Regions from separate parts of the Mus musculus genome. Here all the other regions are linked to region 4. A link is a contact called in public Hi-C, HiCAR-type, HiChIP or PLAC-seq and promoter capture Hi-C data. All regions are on one chromosome and are shown on one strand. The core of a region is the stretch at or near the end of the contact, and the rest is flanking DNA. Distances in the headings are between cores, read along the strand shown. Region 1 holds the start of Lyrm7 (LYR motif containing 7). Region 2 holds the start of Ccdc69 (coiled-coil domain containing 69). Region 3 holds the start of Cdkn2aipnl (CDKN2A interacting protein N-terminal like). Region 4 holds the start of Aff4 (AF4/FMR2 family, member 4). Region 5 holds the start of Ppp2ca (protein phosphatase 2 (formerly 2A), catalytic subunit, alpha isoform). Region 6 overlaps Cdkl3 (cyclin-dependent kinase-like 3). Region 7 holds the start of Sec24a (Sec24 related gene family, member A (S. cerevisiae)).

Region 1 (2,960 bases), core at 119-2,618, 1.5 Mb before region 4:
AGGCAGTTGTTAGCTGCCATATGGGTGTTGGGAAATAATCTCAGGTCCTCTGGAAAGAACAGCAGTGTTCTTAGGCTTTGGGCCAGCTCTCCAGCCATCAATAACAATTTTTAAAAGTTGACAATTATCTTTGTGTTCTTATATAAGACTCCCTAGGCATGGTATTTCACATTTGTAATCCCAGCCTTGGGGAGGTAGAGATGGGAAGATCTCTGAGACCAGGACAGCCAGTCTAGCCTAACCAGTGAGTTCTGGGCCAATTCTAGGTTTTGAACAAGGTAGAAAGCATTCCTGAGGACGAGTACAGGTTTGGTGGTGACAACTTTTATTCCAGCACTCCAGAGGCAGCAGATCTCAAAGTTTGAGGCCAGCCTGATCTATATAACAAGTTCCACACCAGACAGGGTTACTGTGACACCCTGTCTCAAAAGCAGAATTTTTTTTTCCTTTTTGTTTTTTGATTGACACAGAGTCTCATATAGTCTAGACCAGGGCTGTCCTTGAATTCTTGATGCTCCTGACTTTACCTTCCAAATACTGGGTTTTCAAGTATATCCCACCACACTCAGCTTAATCAAAGATTAAGAATCTTTGATTCTTAATAAACAGTCAGTTTTACCTAAAAGTAGCCTAAAATGTTACAGGAATGTTGAACGCAAATGATTGCGGAACAGGAGCAAGGTGGAAATTTTTATCCATGCCTGCAAGTACTAAGTTAAAATGTATATAAATGTTTTATGGTTATTACTATGAAGCTTCTAATAAATTATTTCCTACCTCAGCAAAACCAAAGAACGGGGCAAGATAAGTAGGGCAATAATGCAGAAGGTGAGGAGGCTCTGGGATCAAGGGTGTGAACTTGAGCAGGCAACTCAACCGCACCTTTGGGGGGAATAATTAAGAGAATGTACAAACAGAACGTTCTGGAGTCAGCGTTCTGATATGTATGGGCTGTGGTTGTTAGGACTTAGCTTTTGTTTGCTTACGTTCCCAAGGAGACAGTCACAGCCCGGAAACCTTATAATATAGACACTTAAGAGACGCCCACGCCCTTAAACAAGAGATAAAAAACGAGCAGGTTCCGAGGCCACCCAGTAACAAACAGTGTGCGCGAGCGGCACGCTAGGCGCGGCGGAGTGAAGTCTGCCCCTAACAAACATGGCTTCTCAGCTACTTCCGTCCTCCTGTCCGTAATTTGGCACCGCGGCTTCTCGCGTTTTTATACTTAGCTCTGCTTAGCAAACGCCTGAACTTCCTCCTGCGGGGAAGGCGGGCTAGGAAGGACATGTTGCATTCTGATTGGTTGCTATGCGGAGCGTCGCCAGCTGTGCCCCGGCCCTGATTGGTTGCCAAGAGGGGGCGCCCTCAGAGGCGGAGTCAGCGGCGTGGGGAGCCATGGGTCAGCCCGCCAAGGTGACAGGGCCGGGAGGAGGGTGCAGGGATGCTGAGGCTCAAGACCCCGGCAAGGGAGGGAGGCGACCCCGAGGGGGGCTGAGAGTGTAAGAGGGTGACAACCTTCAGGGGCAATGAGTGGTAGAGGGTGACAATTTTGAGGGCAGTGAGGAGAGACGACCCTATGGACCGTGAATGGAGGAGGTTGATAGCCATGTGGAAGAGTGAATGATGAGGGAGACAACCTGGAGGGGCTGCAGTGGAGAAGGGGGGGACAGTGAGTGAGGAGGGAGTGGATCTCGAGGGGCGCGGAGCGGAGGAGGGTGACAGCCACACGAGACAATGAATGAGGAGGATGGCTGATCCATGAAAGGTAGTGAATAGAGGAGACTGATGACCATAAACCGACCACCTATGCCTTAATAAAGAAGTTCCATAGTAGGAAGACTATAAACAACTAATAAAATCGTAAGAAGTGCTTCAAATTAATAAACAGCATGTTTTGTGAACCTATAAATAGGATTTAACTTACCTAGAGGAATACAGAAATCTCTAGTGGGCGAGAGGCAGCATTGCTGAGCCTACTTGTTGATGGCAAGCCCAGGCAACATAGATCTTGTCTCGAAATTTAAGAATCACGGGGACTTATAGGCAGACACCTGAAGTTTGATTAAGAATTAGGAGGGGCTGGCCTCAGACTTGTAGCTCACACCGGCGGCCAATTCTCAGCAATCTTCATGCTAAGTGCTGGGAATCTGACTCCCGAGCCACTACGCCCAGCTACTTTTTGCGTTTGAAAAGAAGTTTCTTAGTAGGGCTGAGGTTGTATTTAACTTTTAAGTTGGAGCCCTTAGCATTTTCAAGGCATTGGCTTCCATGCCCAACAGTGCATAAATAATAAGTAAAAAGATATGATTAGCTACAATGTAATGCCGGTTCTAGTAGATTTGTGGTAATGAAGATCACATTTTCTTTTAAAATAACTTTTTCAACTATTTTATTTGCAAGGCATGTATGTCTGTGCACCATGTGCATGTCTGGTACTCACAGAGGCCAGAAGAGGGTGTCAGATTCCTTGGAACCGAAGTTACAGGAGGTTGTCAGCTGCAGTATGGCTGATGGGAAGAGCCTGGTTCCTTTGTGAGAGCAGCCAGTGCTTTAACCTCAGAGCCATCTCTCCAGCCCCCATTTTCTTTTTATTAGGATAATGGTCTTAAGCTAGTGGTGCTGTTTTTATATTAATGGACACCCCCACTCCCCAGGAAGTACTATATAAAATTACTCCGATTACTATCCTTTAGTGTTCCACACTGCAGACTTCCTATGGTCTTAAACTTTGGGATCAAGTGATCCTCCCTTCTCCACTTTCTAAGATGCAGGGACATCTAGACACCTAGTCTCGTGTGTGTGTGTGTGTGTGTGTGTGTGTGCGCGCGCGTGTGCGTGTGCGCGCGCGTGTGCTAGTGTGCTTCTGCCTGCCTGCCTATCTGTCTCTTTTTTGTTTGTCTTTTTTTTTTTTTTTTTTTTTTTTCGAGACAGGGTTTCTCTGTATAGCCCTGGCTGTCCTG
Region 2 (2,744 bases), core at 61-2,560, 1.7 Mb before region 4:
AGAAAGGAGTCTCTTGTCCTAGATTCTGACCCTATTGTCCCCATTCCCACTGCATCTGGCAAGCTTGCAGTGTCTGTCCTGAGGAGAGAAGACTATGTCACACAGATCTTGTGAGCTGGGGAAAGCTATTGGCCCAGCCTTGTGGAAAGCTTACAATGAAAGTGGGTGTCATTTATTTGCAGGGGTGTTACAAAAGCCAGGTTTGGGGGAGCATTTGACCTGGGCTCTGGGCCTTGCTACCAGCATTGTCCCTCTCTGAAGTATACTTTTATTTCATTTATTCATTTGTTTATTGAAGAGGGGAGAGTGAGTGTGTGTGCACACATGTGTGCACATGGCCTACATATGGAGATCAGAGGACAAATTTCAGGAGTTGGCTCTCTTTTTCCTGGGAATTGAATTTAGGTCATCAGCTTAGTAGCAAGCACCTTTACTCACTGAGATAATTTTAATTCATTTTCTTTTGAGACAAGGGCTCACTCTGTAGCCTAGACTGACCTCCAACTTGTGGTTGTCCTTTTGCCTCAGGCTCCTGGAACTGCAAATTGATTGGCCTTTTCAGCTCAGGAAATGTAGATTTAGTTATGAATGGGTAATGCAGTGTGTGAGCCTTGGCATGCATGTTCCTTTTCTCCTTCCACCAAGTGGGGCCTGGGGATGGAGCTCAAGTCGGCATCACAGGCAACTGCCTTTCCCACTGAGCCTGCAGCTGGCTTGTTCTTTTGGTTGCTTGCTTGGTTAGTTTTGTTTTTGAGATAAGCTCTTACTTACTCTGTAGCCTCTTCCTGAAACTCCAGCCTCAGCCTCCTAAGTGCTGGGTCTATAGGCACTCACCCTCAGTGCCTTCAGAGGTTAAAAGGCCCATGTGCTGGAGCCGGACAGGCATCTTTGAGCCACCCGATGTGGGTGTCTGGAGTTGAACCATAGTTCCCTGGAAGGGCAGAAAAATACTCTTAACTGCTAAGATCTCTCTCCAACCCCGTTCCCTTTGTATGACAGGTTATCATGTAGCCCTGCCTGGTCTTAAACCCCCTATATATATCAGACTGTCCTCGAACTTGTGATCCTCCTGCCTCCACCTCCTCAGAACTGGGATTACAGACGTGTGCCACAACGCCTGGTTTAATTGTTTTCGTTCTTTTCCCTCTCAGCTCTTTCTCATCAGAGGGTCCTGAGAACCATCTGTGGCTCCTGGGGATCTCTCCTGCCCCGGCCTCAGGTACTTCTGGCGTGGAGCGCCGCTGGCACCTGCCCTGGCCCGGCCCCGGCTCGGCCGGGGCCCCGCGCAGGCCCTGCTCTTCCGGCATTTAAGGCGCGCAGCCGGCGCGGCTGCAGCTCCGGGCGGTTGAGAGTCACAGCCAGCGGGACGCGCGAAGCAGGATGGGCTGCAGGCAAAGCCGGCACAGCCGCGGCAAGCGCGCAGAGAAGGTACCGGGAGCCCGCACACGGAGGTCTGCTTGGGGGGCGCTCAGAGGGACAGCAGAGGACACCAGATGGACAGCAGTGGGGGGGGCAGTCATGGAGATTGGGGTGCGGGGGTGGGGGTGCTCTGTCTCCGCCCGACCCGGCAATCAGAAGCCGAGTTAACACACTCAGTCCCAGACAAACTGCAGCTGACCCTGCTGTCCCCGCGGGGAGGTGACTGGTGTGTCCGTGGCAGGTGGCCTTCAGTGTGGGGCTGTCACTGTGTAGTAGAGGACAGAGTTCTTAACCTCTCTGCGCCTTGAGCTAAGGTCTAAGGCCGGCAATCTCTGATAGGTCCACAGCCGGACAGCACCAGCATCACCTGAGACCTGTTGGAAACCTCAACTCCCTGGTCTGCCCAAGGGCTGCTAGACACAGGCTGCCTCTTAACGAGTTTCGCCTGGGATCACTGCACCCTTTAGAGCCTAGGAAGCGGGTCAGGGCTTCCTGCGGGAACTGAGCGGTGCGTGGGCTGCCCTTAGGGTAGCTGGGAGGAGCCAAAGTGGGAGTTGATTTGTAGTCTCCTGCAGCTCTCTCCTCCTTCCTGTCCCTCCCGCCCCAGAGCCCTGAAGCTGGGTTAGAGCCCAAGAGACTGACTCAGGTTTCTGCCCCTTGAGGTCTGAGAAACGTCAGGAGGTCAGAGCCTAGATTCAGGGCCAAATCCACTGAGGACAGCCGGGGGCCCAGAGAAGGAAACAGGCACTCTAGAGTCCTAGTCGTTTTTTCCTGTCTGCCAGTCTCTCCACCCCTTGTGGGGATGGACAGCCCGTGAACTTCATCAGTCCCCACTGTGAAAATGATTAATTTTGCAAGGAACTTCAGCTCATTAGTCTTCCTGTTACCTCTGTTTATCTACCCCTAACTTTGTCAATGTGTGTGTGTGTGTGTGTGTGTGTGTGTGTGTGTTCTCTGAACCCTCCCCTGCACTTGGACTAACTTTTCATTGTTTTATTTTTCTCCCCATCCCCACTTTTGGAGACAGGGTCTGGTGTAGCCCAGGCTGTCCTAAACTTAATGTGTAGCCAAAGCTGGCCTTGCACTGCTAATTCACCTGCCTCTCCAATGCTGGGATTACCAGCCTCCCCACCACAGCAGGCTGGATGTTTTTGTTCAGATTTTTTAGACAAGCTCTCAATATGTAGCCTAGATTGGCCCCAAACTTTCAATTTTACTTAGCCTCCCTAATGTTGAAATTATAGGCCTGGGCTACCATACCTGGCTTCTAAGGGCTTCTTGATAACTGCAAAGCCCTTCACCTTTGCTGCCTCAAAGGGCCTCCA
Region 3 (2,941 bases), core at 299-2,798, 1.4 Mb after region 4:
ACCGCAGGAAGGAGGATGGGCCTGTGTGTGTGATGGGTGTGTCTAGCTCAGCGTCCCCACATCCGGTTCTGACAAATCATCCCAACATCTGAAACCAAGCCGCTTCAGCACTGGTGATGAGGCTCGTGACTGAGTGCTTATTTTGGATGTGTAAGGGCCTGGGTTTCATCCCTAACACAAAACCCAAAAAGTAAACCAAGCAGTTTGGCCTGGAGGGGGTCCTGTGACCACTACAAAATCAGGTATGAGTGAGGGTCTCCTGTTCTAACACAACCTCACGAAACTCTAGAAGCCTGGAAGAGCCTGGCCATGCATGCCTCTCAGGACGTGGTTGCCTAGGTGGATCAAGTTCTAGGATTGCCTGGGCTACACAGTAAACTGGAGGCCAGTCTCAGTTATAAGGGAAGACTGCCTCAAAAATTAAAAATCACGGGCTGGAGAGATGGCTCAGCGGGTAAGAGCACCCGACTGTTCTTCCGAAGGTCCGGAGTTCAAATCCCAGCAACCACATGGTGGCTCACAACCATCCGTAACAAGATCTGACTCCCTCTTCTGGAGTGTCTGAAGACAGCTACAGTGTACTTACATATAATAAATAAATAAATCTTTAAAAAAAAATTAAAAATCACAAGGGAGTATAAAAACCTGGTGTCATTTCCAGGTGGAATATCTCAAGGCCAGGCTCTTGCCTTCCAGGTGTGATCACAAAGACTGGGGAGGGCGGGGAGTTAGGACAGCAACAAGATAGCATGGGTTACTTTCCTAAGAGGGAAGCCAAGAAGAGAAAGGGGAGAAAAGATTACATCCTGCCTTAGCGTGAAACCCACCAATGGTGAGATACATCACATCCTCTTGCTAGGTGTCTTCATCTAGAGGAAGAGTCTGCACTTTTGTCACGTGGGCGACAGGAGCTAATAGACTTCAAACACACTCTGGAAAGGAAGTCCTCTGGGCTAATAAACAGTAATAACAATGACCATTGCAATTCGGCCGCCTTGGAGCACACCTGCACTGCACGCCCTATCATTCAGCTGCTGTAGTCATCCCAACCACTCATTCACAAGAGAAAAGCGAGGCTCAGAGGAGAGATTTTTTTCCCGAGGGAATGCTAAGAGGGGATCAGTAGGAGGCTGGCGCCAGGTTCAGCGTGGAGCAGTGTATATGCCCAAGCTGAGGATCGACTGATGGGGACAAGGTCAGCCAGCTGTCGGGGGTCCGCACCTGCAACCCAGGAAGAGGTGGTTGGCCCAGACCATGGATAAGGACAGCAGCTGGTCCAGGCGGCCGCCGCCGTCGGGTGGGTCTCGGTAGTCAGGCAGGTGGCGCAGGATGAACTCCATGCGCGCTTTCCATTGCTTCTCGCTCTCCGAGTAGGAACGAAACTGCTCGGCGAAGTCGGCGGCCTGCCGCACGCCGGAAACTAGCTTCTCCACCGCGGCGCTGGCCTCGCCACCCACCATGGCTCCCGCTGCCGCAGCCGCTGCCGCCGCTAAGGATCGCACCAGCCCGCCGCTTTCCCGACACGCCCCGCGCCGCCGCCGCACGGCTAGAGCGACCACGGCTGAGGGCGAGTGCTCTGGAGGACTTATCTGGAGCGCCCTCGCGGGGCACGGAGGTCTAGTGCAACCCAGCGTGTGTGGCAACTGCTGGGGAGCTTGAGGCCCGCCAGCATAGAGCTGGCAGCTAGGTGCCCATTGGGACTCTGCAGTGCCCTTTTTGCCCTGGGTCGTTCACCGGGCATCTGTCTATCCTCAGCCACACCTGAGGTTTGCCCTAAGTTCTGTGGCTGTCCCTTGGGAGTGAGGTCCTCTCTTTTATGGATCCACTGTTATCTCAACATCTTCACTGAGGTTGTGTTCTCCTATCTTGCTGTATTCATCATCCAATCAGTACATACAAGGCATTTTGTTTCGTGCCCAGGATGCCCCACTCTAAAGGACTTTGTGAGGGACCCTCATGGTGGAAGGAGAGAACCAACTCCTGAAAACTGTCCTCTGACTTCTACATGCAAGTTGTGGTACTTTGATGTACACACACACACACACACCAAGCAAGTAAATAAATGTAAAAATATAAAATGTAAGCTTGAGTCAGAAGAAAGCCTAGAACTCAGGACCTCCAGATCTAGTGAAGGTCTTAAGTGGTGAGTGGGCTTCAAGGAAGTTCATTATATACTGTTTACTATTGCAGATCCTTCCCTCCCGCTCCCCCAGGGTCATACACGGCCAAGCTGGCCTACAACTGCTTGCTTGCTCCCTTCTGTGGCTTCTGTGGCAGTGTTAGGATCCCAGCAGGCAGAAATACAATCCAGTCCGCAAATGCCAGAGCAGTGAGGACCAGCACCAAGCTGGGTGCTCTCACCTCAGGAAGACACAGTGCTGACACTACGGCTTGGAACATCTGAACCAAACATGAGAATCCAAAGACAGAAACAGCTTTCCCCCAGCAGTCAGCAAGTTAACTGGATAACAGCGACCAGAGCTGAGTCCCAGGATACAGATGCCATACCCTGACTGATACTGCAGTGGCAGGTTCCCAAGTGAAACCTCAGATACCCAGAGTCAAGGTCCCTGGTAATTCTGATTCTAGCTTCAGCTGATCAGACTCTGAGGACATTTGATGTGCCAGGCACAGTGACAGACACCTTTTGTCCCAGCTACTCCATATGTCAAGGCAGGAGAATTATTTGAGCCTGGAAATTTGCTGCCATCCTTATCACCAGAGAAAGATGCTTGACTCTTAAAAACACTGCGGAGGCTTCAGTGAGCTACATCCTTGGTTCCTTGGTTGTGTACTGCAGTGGTTGGTCTAGAAATGAGAGCATGGGGGCTAGAGAGATGGCTCGGGAGTTAAGATAACTGGCTGCTCTTCCAGAGGATATGGGTTCAGTTCCCAGCACCCTCATTGTGGCTTACAGCCACCCACAACTACAGTTGCTTTG
Region 4 (2,778 bases), core at 255-2,754:
AGAGTTTATAAAGCTTCGGAGAATCAACATGGAAACAAAGCTTTAAGCTTTGAACCTCCCCCCACCACCACCTCGGCTCCACAAAAAGCACACATTTTAAATGTCACACAAACAGCCTATTCACGGGCACCTAGGGCTTAGATTCCGGCACTGGAAAGGAGGCTAGCTTCAGTTTAAAACCTCAGCGGGGAAGAAAAACCAGAATTCTGACTTGCAACTGACGAAACTCGGAGAACCCTGAATCGAACTCTTGGTTCGAACTTCACTCACAACCATTTTCAGATCAGGGCTCTCGACTCCCCATAAAGGTGTCATCTGTGAATGAAAAGCCTAATAAGGAGACCCCACAAACACCCTGGGCTCCTGTACCCCATGATCCGTTCTCAGAGAGTGGGAAGCAACAGCAAAGTGGAAGGAACAAAGCACTGACGTCAATTACGAGATTAACCCTGCGCACAGGCAGCTGGGGAGGCCTAAACATCAATACCCAAAGCCCGGCCATGGCGATCGCCAGGTACCAGGCCGGTTCCGAGCGGGAAGGAGGGTTTCTCCTATTCCAACCCAGGTTCCCATTTTTCCACTCAAACCCCATCGACCATCAAGGACGGAAATTAACACCCCCCCAGCCTCCCCCCCTTTTTTTTTTCTTTCGGTGGAGGGGAGGTGGGAGAGTGGGGGTGGGGGGAGGTGCGCAGGATCGCGAGAAGGAAGGCGAGAACTAGTTGAGAAATGATAGCCAGAATCTGGGCCTATTTTCTCTTTAACTAGGAATGACTTGAGTCAGACGAAGGAAAAATTTTTCAAAGGATAAATCCGCCGACCGAATCAAAGGGAGGAATGGAGGAAGGGACAACGGGGGGGGGGGGGGAGGAAAAAAAGAAGAAACGGCCAGATGATGGGCGTCTGGAATGTCGGATGGGAACGGCTTGGCCTTTAAAGAAAAAAAAAATGATTTTTCTTGTTTGAAATTGATTTCGGAGAGAAAGTGGGACGAGAAAACGTAGGGCGAAGCCGGATCCAGGGGCCCCCCGCCCCGCGGGTCTCCGCCAGCGTCAGCGGCCGGAGCCTCGCCTTCCCCGCGGCGCGGCCGCGCCTCAGACGTCAGTCAGTCAGTCAGGCAGGCAGTCAGGCGGCTTCTCACCTCCAGTCCCCGCTCCGCTAGGCCCGAACCATTTCCCGACCGCGGCTGCGGCGGCGGCGGCGCCCGGCCTGCACCTTCACCGGACGCGCATTCGGGCCCGCCCAGGAGGCGGCGACCGGCTGCCTGGGGCGAGGGGCAGCGGCCGATCCGGAGGCCACGGGGAGCCGAGGCGGCGCACCTCACACCGCGGACGCCAGGGTTCCGCCCCGCTCCATGACGGCCCGGCCGAGCCCCGGACGGGTGACTGAGGCGGGGGCGGGCTGACGGGGCCCTGGCACCAAGATCCCCGCCCCGTCCGCTGGGGGCGGCGGTGGCGGCGGCGGCGGCGACGACTCGACTCCCGCAGCCGGGACTGGGACTGACGCAGTGGCCGCGGCCCATGTGACCAGGGCCGGGCTGCTGCGAGCGTCACGTGACCAGGCCGCGCCCCTCCCGCAGGCAGCGCGGGGGCTGCGGCCCTGCTGCTGCTCTGGAGGCGGCGTCGGCGGGGCTGACGCGCGGGCTGACGTGCGGGGGCGCCTGGGCCCGGGGCTGGGGAGCGGGGATGCGAAGCGCGGGTCGCAGCAGGTTCCGCGGGGCCGCACCAGCGTCAGACCCGGGGACAGAACCCGGCCCGGGGCACACGCCCTCCTGCGCAGCCCGCTAGGGAGGCGCCGCGGGGCGGGGCGCAGCCCGGCCGACCGGTTTTGGGGTGCAGGTGAAGGCCCAGGCCCTGCCGCCCGTGTCCCGCAGCGCACCGCAGGAGTAGAGAGGGAAGGATGACGTGGAGGTCCGCAGCGACGTCGTCCACTGCTGCGTGTGACTTACTGTGGGAGGATAAGCCGGCCCTGCATCGTCTTAAAAAAATAAATAAATAAATAAATAAATAAGTAAATAAATAAATATCAGCCTCTGTGGGCTACTTAGTGGATTCAAGGCCAATCTGAGCTACTAAGAAAACCCTGTCAAAACAACACACGGCGACACACACACACACACACAAACACCATCGCTCTTAACATCCTGCTAGTCCAGACAAGCCATAATTTAATTGGAATCAGTAATTAGACAAAGTTTTAAGGTTTCCTAGAATCCAGTAATAGTAGCGCAAGAAAAGTGTCCTCTTCCTCTACATCTGAAAAACATACAATCCTGTCATTGGTGTCCCATGTCTCTTATCTGCTTTCTTTATTTGATGGTACCTCATGCAGATTCTCCACCTCTAACATCTTGAAACACTTCACTCGTTATTTGTAGTTTGTAATTTCACAGTTTGGAAATCCACTCAACTACACACGAGTTCTAAGCCATGTCTCAAAACCACTATCGAGGTATGGTCTGGCGCACACCTTTAATCCCACCACTCTGGAGGCAGAGGGAGGAAGATTTCTGTGAGGCTGATATACATATCCAACACTGGGCAGGTCAAGGATATATAGTGAGAGCCTGTCTCAAAAAGAAAAACACTAAATAAATCTTAAGTTTTACATAGGGTTTCCTCTGTGTAGCCCTGGTTGCCCTGGATCTCACTTTGTAAAACAGGCAGGCTTGGTGCTCAGAGATCTGCCTGCCTCTACCTCTGCTTCCTAAGTGCTGGGATTAAAGAAGTGTATCAGTGTGCCTGGCCATCTTTTCTACTTCCTTATGAAAAATACTGG
Region 5 (2,825 bases), core at 298-2,797, 1.3 Mb after region 4:
TGTCATCAGAAAATATTCAACCTCAAGAATCTCCTTTCTACACCAAGCCACAAAAGAATGAGCATCTTCTGTGCTCCAAAAGTTCTTCCTGCTAACACAAATTACTAACATAATCCATAATTCTGCACTAAAATTAAATGTTAAATTAACCCTGAAAAGAAAAGCTAAAATGAAGTGGAGACACATTTTTCTAATAGAAAATTGCATTAATTAAGACTTCAAGAATACAACATGAACAACTTGCTTCCCCAATTCTTGGAGAAAACCAATGGAATGAGATAACCTGAGATACCGAGTTATCACTTCAAGGAGTGGACTCAGTTCCATGTCTGAAATAGAGAAATCGGTCAACACGGGGATTTCTACTGCTGATTGTAGCCACAAAAATACAATCCAAGAAACTTTTGCAACCAGAGAGGATAAAAAATTTGACTCTCTTCCCGTTTATGTTGCTCATTCAAAAATAAATGGCTCCACGCCAAGTACGTTACACACAGAAGGGTTTCACACTACCCAATTTGAGTCAGCATATACATCATAAATTAATGTGACACTGTATTTCCAATCCCAAAGCTCTTCGTTGTAGTATGACTCACCAAATCCTCCATTTGTCCAACTAAGAAAACTTTATATTCCTCCCTTCAAACTACCACTATGACCTTCGTAGGAACTGGGTTAGCGACTCCCTTCATAATCGTTAAACACACACTTTAAACAGGGCTCCGGGGAAGCCGAGGCGTGGAGACCGACAGGAAAGCGAGGTGACCTTTCCATAGGCGCTGGGGTCTGGCCTACAAGCCCTGCTGTGGGGGACCCTGTGGGCAGCGCCCGCTCCACGAAGCAAGCCCGAGTGCAAGCGCAATGCTTTGACTCCATGAGTCCGGAACCCGTTCCCGGGCGCAAAGCCCAGCCAGTCCCTCGCCGGGCCACCGAGGGTCCCGGCCGCCCCACTTCCCAGGGTCGGGCCGGGTTCGGCCCGGAGGCTCCGAAGCCCGGAGTCCGGCGCGCGGCGCCATTTTAGGCCGCGGTGGCGGCGCCATCCAATCAGCGCGCGGGAGGCGGGGGGCGCCGGGTCCCTCGCGAGTCGCCGCAGGCAGCGCCGGGCGCCGGGCTGCTAGGTTCGGGGGTCTGGCCTCCGTGCCGCCATGTTGCACCGTCCCCGCGGCCTCCTGATAGGCGGGCCCGGGCAGAGGCCGCACCCGCGGCCGAGAGCAGCTCACCTTCTCGCAGAGGCTCTTGACCTGGGACTCGGAGAGCTGCTTGCACTCGTTCAGCTGCTCGATCCACTGGTCCAGCTCCTTGGTGAACAACTTCTCGTCCATGATGCCGCCCGCCCGAACCGGCTGCCGCTCCGCGCTGCTCCCGCGCCGCCGCCCGCACCCGGGCCACACGCACACGCCGCCGCCGCTCTCCCGGGGTGCTTTCTGCGGCCCCAGGCGGCTGCTGGGCGCTGGCGCCGGCCCGCTGGCTCGCTCCGCAGTGCTCGGCCGCCGGCCGCTGTGCCTCCTCCTCCGCTCGCCCTAGCTCGGGACTCGGCTTTCTGTAATGGCGGCCGCCCGGCGTGGTGACGTCACGCCAGCGTCAGGGAGCCGCGGGGAGGGCGACGGAGTGGGGCCGGGACCCAGAGCTGCGCACCGTGGAGCCGGGGCGCAAGCGCAGCGGAGTTGGCTGCCGAAGGAAGTGGCTTCGCTCTTGGGGCGTGGTCCTCCCGCTGGGAGGGCGGCGGGGGAAGGGAAGAAGCGAGTCCGAGCAAGCGCAGTGCTGGTTAATCCTGGCGTCCCAGGCTCCGCAGGGCGCCTGCGCGGTCTCGGCGCATGAGCAGTCCGTGTAGGCGAGGTTTTTATTCCTTGTGACCTGGTGTTTCTGGAAGGCCTCTGGGTGATACCTCTCAGATGTGGTCTGGGCTCTGCCAGCCTGATGACTAAAGGCAACCCTAAGGCGCTTAGTCCAGCAGCCCTGGGAACCACAAGGGAGTCACACACCTTTGGGGACAAGCCTAGTGGCAGGTTGCCTGGAGTGACCTTCCCCACCTCTGGCCGTTGCAGGCTCCTATAATTAGGTCATTCGTGGGCGAAGGAAGGTGTACCTGCTGGGATGTGTCGCCCGCGCACCTTACACCCCCAGCACACACCTGTCCCTGCACGAAGGCGGGGCCGAAGTGGGCCTTCGATCCTGGCCTCTTCCTAAGCCTTGCTTCCTCTCCTGTGGCCTTCAACACCTCTGGTGTGCACTTTTCTCCGAGACCTGTGCCCACTGGAAATAATCTTGTCCTACATTCTAGAGGAACAAGCCAGGGCTGTGTTCTGGTACTGGTAGAAGCAGCTACCGTGTGTTCTGTAAAGGAAGCTGATATTCTTAAGGATCAGCCTTCGACCTGGTTATAAATCTCTTCTGAGGCTTGTGAAACGTGTTCACATTGCACTGTCTGCATTCACAGAGATACTTGGCTCTACAGAGCATCAACTGTTGACCAGATCCCATGCTTAGGGGACAAAGGGGTCATGCAGACAGAAAGGGGCTACTGCCCTGGTGGAGCTTGAATGTTCCTGGCTGGAAATGAATGGAATGGATGGAAGTCATACACTGCTCCCCTCCAGAGTCTGGGAGAGAAGCCAAAGGATGGTTATCCATGAAGGTCAAGGCAAGAGCTGACCTAGCTATACTGTGGGGAACAGTCAAGCCTGTCACACACCGGAGAAGACACAGCTCAGAGCATCAGAAGACACCCTGACCCACAAGCTACAAGAGGACCTCAGTGGCCCCATCCACAAATGGCAGGGATGAAAATCCTCCTTTATCAAGGACAACCTGCTTGGCCAGGGGAA
Region 6 (2,722 bases), core at 132-2,631, 1.3 Mb after region 4:
CTAGACTTTTCCACATTGCCACCTGCACATTTCATATATCAGCTCCACTGATGAATAGCATACTGTAGAATGTACTCACGACAAATTGTCATCTGTTTCCCTAGTCATGGGTACACGTGTGCAACCTCCAACTTCTCTCCCCAAACCAGTAGGAGCCAGCTGAGTGACCCATATCTGACTCACATGGAAATCTCTCTCTTTTTTAATTAAAAATTTTTCTATCTTATCATCATTATCCTGTATATGTGCATGTCAGTGCATGCATGCAGATGTGCATGTGTGTGCATGTGCATTCAGCAGGCATGCCAATAGTGCGTGTGTGTGAGGGGGTTTCAGTTCACGCTCTCCTTCTACATGGTTGAGGCAGGGTCCATACTCAGGAAGCTACAAGTGAAGGCTTCTCCTGAATAGGCCCTTTTGCTCTCAGTCCCCTAGACTGAGGCAAGGGGCTTAGGTACAGCAATGGCTCATATTGTCTTGAAGACAGTGGAGAAACATGCTCGCCTTACACTGCTGCACACTCTATGTGCACAGGCAATATGGGGTCGTATCCCCTGAGCAGCATCTCCAAGTAGTTTTGCCAGAGTGTGGAGACCTGGTCCTGAGTCACCCCATGTTTGTCCCTGGGTGAATGTTTTGTGACAGAAACAAATAAGGGTGGTTTCCACCCAAGGACACCAATGGCTTGGCTACAGCCATCTAGGTGCGCTTTTAAAACTGGTCAGGATGAGGTCCAGCAAAAATTCTGCTGACTGTGCAGACAGACACACTTAAGCCCTCTTAAAGTGACTGTGTATGGAGGAGATGAAATACCTAACTATAAAGAAAACTTTCTAACTTGTTTGGCTTTCCAAGACAGAGTTTCACTGTGCAATAACTCTGGCTGTCCTGGAACTTGCTCTGTAGGCCAGGCTTGCCAGGAACTCAGGGATCTACCTGCCTCTGCCTCCCAAGAGCTGGGATGAAAGGCGTGTGCCACTATTGCCGGGCAAAAGTTGTTTTTGGTATATTTTTGCTAGTTTATTTTAGCTTTGTGAGGTAAGAGTTTACTATGTAGCCCATGTATGTAAGCACTATATAAGTGTGATCTGGCCTTCCTGTGGCTGTGGCCTAGCTTTTGTCCCCTCCTGGCCTGGCCCTGAGTTTGGGCAGATCACAGCAGCTTATGACTCCAGCCCCAGCTCACCACCTCCTTCTGGACAACATGGCCCCTGCACTCACACTGAGAAGTCCCACTGAGAGTCTCTCTAAAGCCAACATGCTGGAGAACTGAATAACACCAGCGAGAACACCTGACCTCCCTGCAGTTCCCTGAGCAACTCAGCATGCACAGATGAGTGGCCAACCGCACCAGCGCACCAGCCGTTCCCCTCCCCTTGGGTCAAGCTCTTGGATAAGAAAGTTTTGTGCTGTTGCCTTGGCAACAGCCAGGGACTCCTAGCTCCACATACCAGGCTTCTGAAATCTTAATGAGTCAGCTCTGCTTCCTCCTCTAGTTCCTTACCACAGACATAGCCCAGTTTCAGCCTCGAACCAGGAAGGGCCCACAGTATCACCCACTCCCCAGAGTGATTCATTTGGTTGTTTTAACAGCTTGCTTGAAACACAAGCAACCTCCCAAAACTATGTTTAAAGCCCACACTAGAGATCATAATTCTTTTTTTTTAAAGATTTATTTATTTATTATATATATGTATACTGTAGCTGTCTTCAGACACATCAGAAGAGGGCATCAGATCCCATTACAGGTGGTTGTGAGCCACCATGTGGTTGCTGGGATTTGAACTCAGGACCTCTGGAAGAGCAGTCAGTGCTCTAAACCGCTGAGCCATCTCTCCAGCTCTGAGATCTTAATTCTTAAGATGTGTCATTCTAGTAACCAATCACTTGATTCCCACATCCTCTGAGAAAGCCCCCAAGGTTGACCGGTGGTCCTAGAGTGTATAGGAAGGCAGGCTGAGTAAGGCATAAAAAGGAAATCAGCAAGCAGCACTCTTCATGGCCTCTGCCTTCAGTCCCTCCCTGAGTTTCCTGAGTGATGGACTACATAAATACTACAGCTGTAAGATGAAATAAGCCCTTTCTCCCAATTTGCTTTTGGTCGTGGTGTTTATCGTAGTGATAGAAACACTAATTAAGGCACTGTCTTTAGATTATTTCTATTTTTGCAGGAAGAAAAAGCATGCTGTGATCTCCTAGCTTCAGTGTGTGAGTGAGCTCAGATGGTTTGGACACTGATCCCAGCCCCAGGTAATCACCATTTTGAAAACATTAGTGTCTATTCTTTGATGTCTTATCTCCTCTTTAATATAACACTTTATAATCCCCGAGACACCATAACATCCATTGTCACAGGATGTCGGGCTGAGTAGGTGGAAAGCCCTGCAAAGAATGGAAGAAGCCAGACATGAAAGCTGAGGACACAGATAAAAGGTGCAGAGAAACGCACACACAGCTGGCCACTGCTCAGTCAAGTTAGCTTAGCCCACACTTGACTGAGGTGGCACAGGGGTGACGAGAATGCCATACGGGAAGACGAGGTGCTACTGGGCGAACGAGTCTCTGGAGAAGTCACCAGGAGTTCTCCTTTATCTCACAGAACTCGTGGGAGATCTAAGGATGATCCACCCTGCCCTCTACCTAAAGAGTGGTCATTGAAAACGTATGTCTGTTTCCAAGCATGTGTAATATATATACATATGCACAATAATTAAGCAAATGT
Region 7 (2,972 bases), core at 271-2,770, 1.6 Mb after region 4:
ATACTTTTTTTTTCTTTTCTTTTCTTTCTTTTTTTTTTTGGTTTTTCAAGACAGGGTTTCTCTGTGTAGCCCTGGCTGTTCTGGAACTCACTCTGTAGACCAGGCTGGCCTCGAACTCAGAAATCCACCTGTCTCTGCCTCTCAAATGCCGGGATTAAAGGTGTGTGCCACCATCGACCAGCGTGTAAATACTTCTATGTAGGTACCCATACATACAGAAAACAAACTTTAAAACAATAAAACAATCTTTTTTTTTAATTGTTTAATTCCACTCAGAGCAAATATATTTTAGTATGGTTTTGAGGTAACTATTAATGAAATCAAGGTTAGGGTAAATTTGTATATGTGGTTACTGCTTGCTTCTTGGGTCTGACAGTAGTTTTAGATTGTGCTCTTTTTCTGTAATACTTCGTAGCCAGCATTAGATAGTAAATGAGTTTGGTAAGATGTACTTTCGCCCGAGGTTGTGAAACTCATGGCATAATACGTTTCAATCAGCAGCACACATCTGTGAAGGACTTTGTCATCTGCTTGGAGCAGGTAAAACCAAAGTAGCTAAAGATCACACTGATATCACTAAGTATGTTGCATAACCAACCAGTTTCTACTTCTCTTTGGTCTTACAAGTCAGAAAGTCTGTTTGGGGGTAAAAATAAAAGCAACCCACAAGCTACTTGCCCAGAAAGGACATTTGAATTATTCGACTTAATGTAAACTCTCATAATGTAAACTGCCTTTAATTCTTTTGAACTCAGGGCTTCTTCCTACAAGGTTAGGGAAACTCTTTATGAGTGACCTACATATCTAACCCCTTTTAAAGAAACTGAGTCCTGGTAAATTGCCCAGGCTGGTCTTGAATTCAAGATCTTCCTGCCTCACTTTTCTGTATCCAGAACTATAGGAGTACGATACCATTACAATTACCATTTTAAATGTTATTTAGTCCGGGGCCTCAGTATTTTTTTTTTTTTCGGGACAGGGTTTCTCTGATTAGCCCTGATTGTCCTGGAACTCACTCTGTGGACCAGGCTGGCCTCGAACTCAAAAATTCGCCTGCCTCTGCCTCCTGAGAGCTGGGACTAAAGGCGTGCGCCACCACGCCCGGCTTGGAGCCTCAGTATTAACTAAATACTTGTTATTATAGAAGTTGCCTAGCTCAGTGTAAACTAAGGGCTTCCCTAGGACATTGGACTCCATTGTCAACACTGGGATAGGAGAGGGATGGATTCCCGATCCATGTGTGGTGGATGTACTTCGGAGTGACTATGCTACCAACAGGCTAACGTCAAAATTAATCTTAATCCTCCAGTTGAAAAGAAGAGCTTCCTCCTTAACGTCATCAGACATTTTAACCTTGACCCAGCATCTTCACTCCAGCCCTGGCTGACCTGACTAGGCCGCCTTCGAACTTAGAACACTTCTGCCTCGACCTCCTGATTGCCGCCATGTCCCGCCCATGACACTTTGACAAACACACGTAATTGAACACCTCTTTTTAAAATTCTCTTGCACTCTACAGCTGGCATAGCATCGGCTGGGCCACCAGCGGTAGCCGAGGACATCGGTCGTCTCAGGTAATCCTCAGAGAATCCCGGAAGAGGAGCCGGGTCTCTCCTGTCCCACCCAATCGATTCTAAAAATCCGCACCACCCCTGGGACTGTCAGCAAGGTGACGTTCTCCACGCCGGGTATTTTCGCAGTGGTGACACAGGCTACTTCCGGCGGGCGGCGGGAGTCCGTGACGTGGCAGGCGAGTCCGTGCACGGTCCTCCGGGCCCGGACACGGGACTGTCAGGTGCCCTCGGGGCAGCTCCCCGGGGACAGAGAGCACGGCCGCAGCCTCCAGCCGGAACCGGAAGTGCCACGTGTCCCCACTGTGCCTGCGCGGCCGGCGGCTCCGCCCAGGGCCTCCCTCCTCTCCGGGTTCGGCTGCTGCCTCCGAGCCCGGCGTTCCCAGCCCAGCCGGCCTGACTCCGGAGCCTCTCCGCGCCCTGGCCAGGTCGTGGCCGCCGGCGGGCAGAAGACACGGACACGCCATGCCTCTACTTTGACGTGCCACCCCGCGTGTTCCGCTTCTCCGGCCTCCAGGTCCCTGCCCTCGGTTTTCCTGTTGGAGCTCTTAGGCTGGGCGCTGCGGTCGACCCCGACGGCTCCGTCTTACCCTGAGATCCCCGGGCGCCATGGCCCAGCCCCGGATCCCCGCTGCCCGCGGTGCCGCAGCTAGCCTCCAGGCCCAGAACGGAGCCGCCTCAGCCTCGGGGTCTCCCTACACCAACGGTGAGTGCCGCACGGGGGCGGGGAGGGCGGCACAGCTCGGGCCAGGGACAAGTCCCAGCCAGGTCTACCGCGGGGAGTGGCGGATGACGGCCTGGACCCGGGAGCCGCGGTGGACATGCACCTGCAGATCCACGCTGGTGGGACAGTTTCATGTGTATTTATAGGTTCAGCCTGCAAACAGTAAGCACCTGCAGTATGCAACGTCTGAGATAAACAAGAGGTGAACAAGAATCGTAGACGAAATCAGTTCCCAGAACTGCCTTATGGAGGTCATAGTGTCTGGGTGTCATCACGCAATGCGCCACCTCAGTCCTGTGTCCTGGAGGGCAGGGTTCATCTCGGGTCCGCAGGCTCGAAGTGCAGGGGGGTGGCGGGTCAGTGCTTATTAATACTAATTTGCAGAGATGAATGAATGACTCCGTCTTTGACAGATCCCTTTAGGACTTGCTCATCTCTGCAGGGATCTTTCTTCAAGGATCTTCTTCCTACGACAGTCCTTGGGCCTCCTGTTTAGTTTTTCAGTTGTGGAAGAACCAAATAGATGGATGGCTAGGGCTTCGTTTCTAGGGCCCTCCTCTTCATTTAGAATGTAAGTTAGTCACAACTCTCTGAACCCTAGAGAGAGTACATCTGGCACTATAATTTATCATTTGGCGGGAGAATATCTTATAATTGGATATCTCTTCTAGGATTCC

What was found. Promoter capture Hi-C pulls out the DNA fragments that hold promoters and counts their contacts. Hi-C and Micro-C count contacts between places; a contact is called where the count stands out from the background. HiCAR-type assays count read pairs that join an accessible place to other places. HiChIP or PLAC-seq counts read pairs in DNA pulled down with a chosen protein or histone mark. Capture Hi-C pulls out chosen DNA fragments and counts their contacts.
Region 1: a contact with region 4 is called in a Hi-C map of B cells, with 8 read pairs. The contact joins the promoter of Lyrm7 here to the promoter of Aff4 in region 4. A contact is called at or near these places in 3 of 39 promoter capture datasets (liver and pre-B cells), 1 of 484 Hi-C or Micro-C datasets (B cells), 1 of 115 datasets of contacts at active chromatin or transcription factors (pancreatic cancer cells) and 1 of 9 other capture datasets (liver).
Region 2: a promoter capture Hi-C map of pre-B cells shows a contact between it and region 4. The contact joins the promoter of Ccdc69 here to the promoter of Aff4 in region 4. A contact is called at or near these places in 2 of 39 promoter capture datasets (liver and pre-B cells) and 1 of 115 datasets of contacts at active chromatin or transcription factors (thymic regulatory T cells).
Region 3: a contact with region 4 is called in a HiCAR-type map of astrocytes, with 7 times the contacts expected there. The contact joins the promoter of Cdkn2aipnl here to the promoter of Aff4 in region 4. A contact is called at or near these places in 3 of 39 promoter capture datasets (cranial neural crest, hippocampal neurons and pre-B cells) and 2 of 115 datasets of contacts at active chromatin or transcription factors (astrocytes and large pre-B cells).
Region 5: a promoter capture Hi-C map of liver shows a contact between it and region 4, with 2.7 times the contacts expected there. The contact joins the promoter of Ppp2ca here to the promoter of Aff4 in region 4. A contact is called at or near these places in 1 of 39 promoter capture datasets (embryonic stem cells), 6 of 115 datasets of contacts at active chromatin or transcription factors (astrocytes, cardiomyocytes, epiblast stem cells and 3 more) and 1 of 9 other capture datasets (liver).
Region 6: a FOXA1 HiChIP or PLAC-seq map of pancreatic cancer cells shows a contact between it and region 4. The contact joins the enhancer-like site here to the promoter of Aff4 in region 4. A contact is called at or near these places in 2 of 115 datasets of contacts at active chromatin or transcription factors (microglia and pancreatic cancer cells).
Region 7: a contact with region 4 is called in an H3K27ac HiChIP or PLAC-seq map of stem cell-derived neural progenitor cells, with 5 times the contacts expected there. The contact joins the promoter of Sec24a here to the promoter of Aff4 in region 4. A contact is called at or near these places in 2 of 39 promoter capture datasets (cranial neural crest and liver), 4 of 115 datasets of contacts at active chromatin or transcription factors (astrocytes, epiblast stem cells, pancreatic cancer cells and 1 more) and 2 of 9 other capture datasets (adipose tissue and macrophages).

What each region holds. Positions count from the first base shown.
Region 1 is chr11:54,859,005-54,861,964 of GRCm38.p6, reverse strand. It overlaps Lyrm7 (LYR motif containing 7), which reads left to right and starts at 1,368. Exons shown (of 5, transcript NM_029327.5): 1 at 1,368-1,413. The coding sequence starts at 1,396. Gm31490 (a long non-coding RNA gene) reads right to left here and starts at 2,151. Exons shown (of 3, transcript XR_879859.2): 1 at 1,925-2,151; 2 at 1-49.
Region 2 is chr11:55,076,697-55,079,440 of GRCm38.p6, reverse strand. Ccdc69 (coiled-coil domain containing 69) reads left to right here and starts at 1,310. Exons shown (of 7, transcript NM_177471.4): 1 at 1,310-1,428. The coding sequence starts at 1,381.
Region 3 is chr11:51,966,238-51,969,178 of GRCm38.p6, reverse strand. It overlaps Cdkn2aipnl (CDKN2A interacting protein N-terminal like), which reads right to left and starts at 1,548. Exons shown (of 3, transcript NM_029976.3): 1 at 1,222-1,548. The coding sequence starts at 1,460.
Region 4 is chr11:53,349,493-53,352,270 of GRCm38.p6, reverse strand. It overlaps Aff4 (AF4/FMR2 family, member 4), which reads right to left and starts at 1,504. Exons shown (of 21, transcript NM_033565.2): 1 at 1,142-1,504.
Region 5 is chr11:52,097,546-52,100,370 of GRCm38.p6, reverse strand. Ppp2ca (protein phosphatase 2 (formerly 2A), catalytic subunit, alpha isoform) reads right to left here and starts at 1,547. Exons shown (of 7, transcript NM_019411.4): 1 at 1,221-1,547. The coding sequence starts at 1,322.
Region 6 is chr11:52,078,875-52,081,596 of GRCm38.p6, reverse strand. The region is part of intron 13 of Cdkl3 (cyclin-dependent kinase-like 3); the gene reads right to left. Among named protein-coding and RNA genes, the nearest start is that of Ppp2ca, 19 kb to the left of the region's middle. Within about 2 kb of position 1,381, at least 179 of the 459 cell types and tissues checked have an H3K27ac peak or open chromatin away from gene starts, as enhancers often do. A contact at or near this core is called in pancreatic cancer cells, where this site is marked.
Region 7 is chr11:51,755,382-51,758,353 of GRCm38.p6, reverse strand. It overlaps Sec24a (Sec24 related gene family, member A (S. cerevisiae)), which reads left to right and starts at 1,520. Exons shown (of 23, transcript NM_175255.3): 1 at 1,520-2,277. The coding sequence starts at 2,181.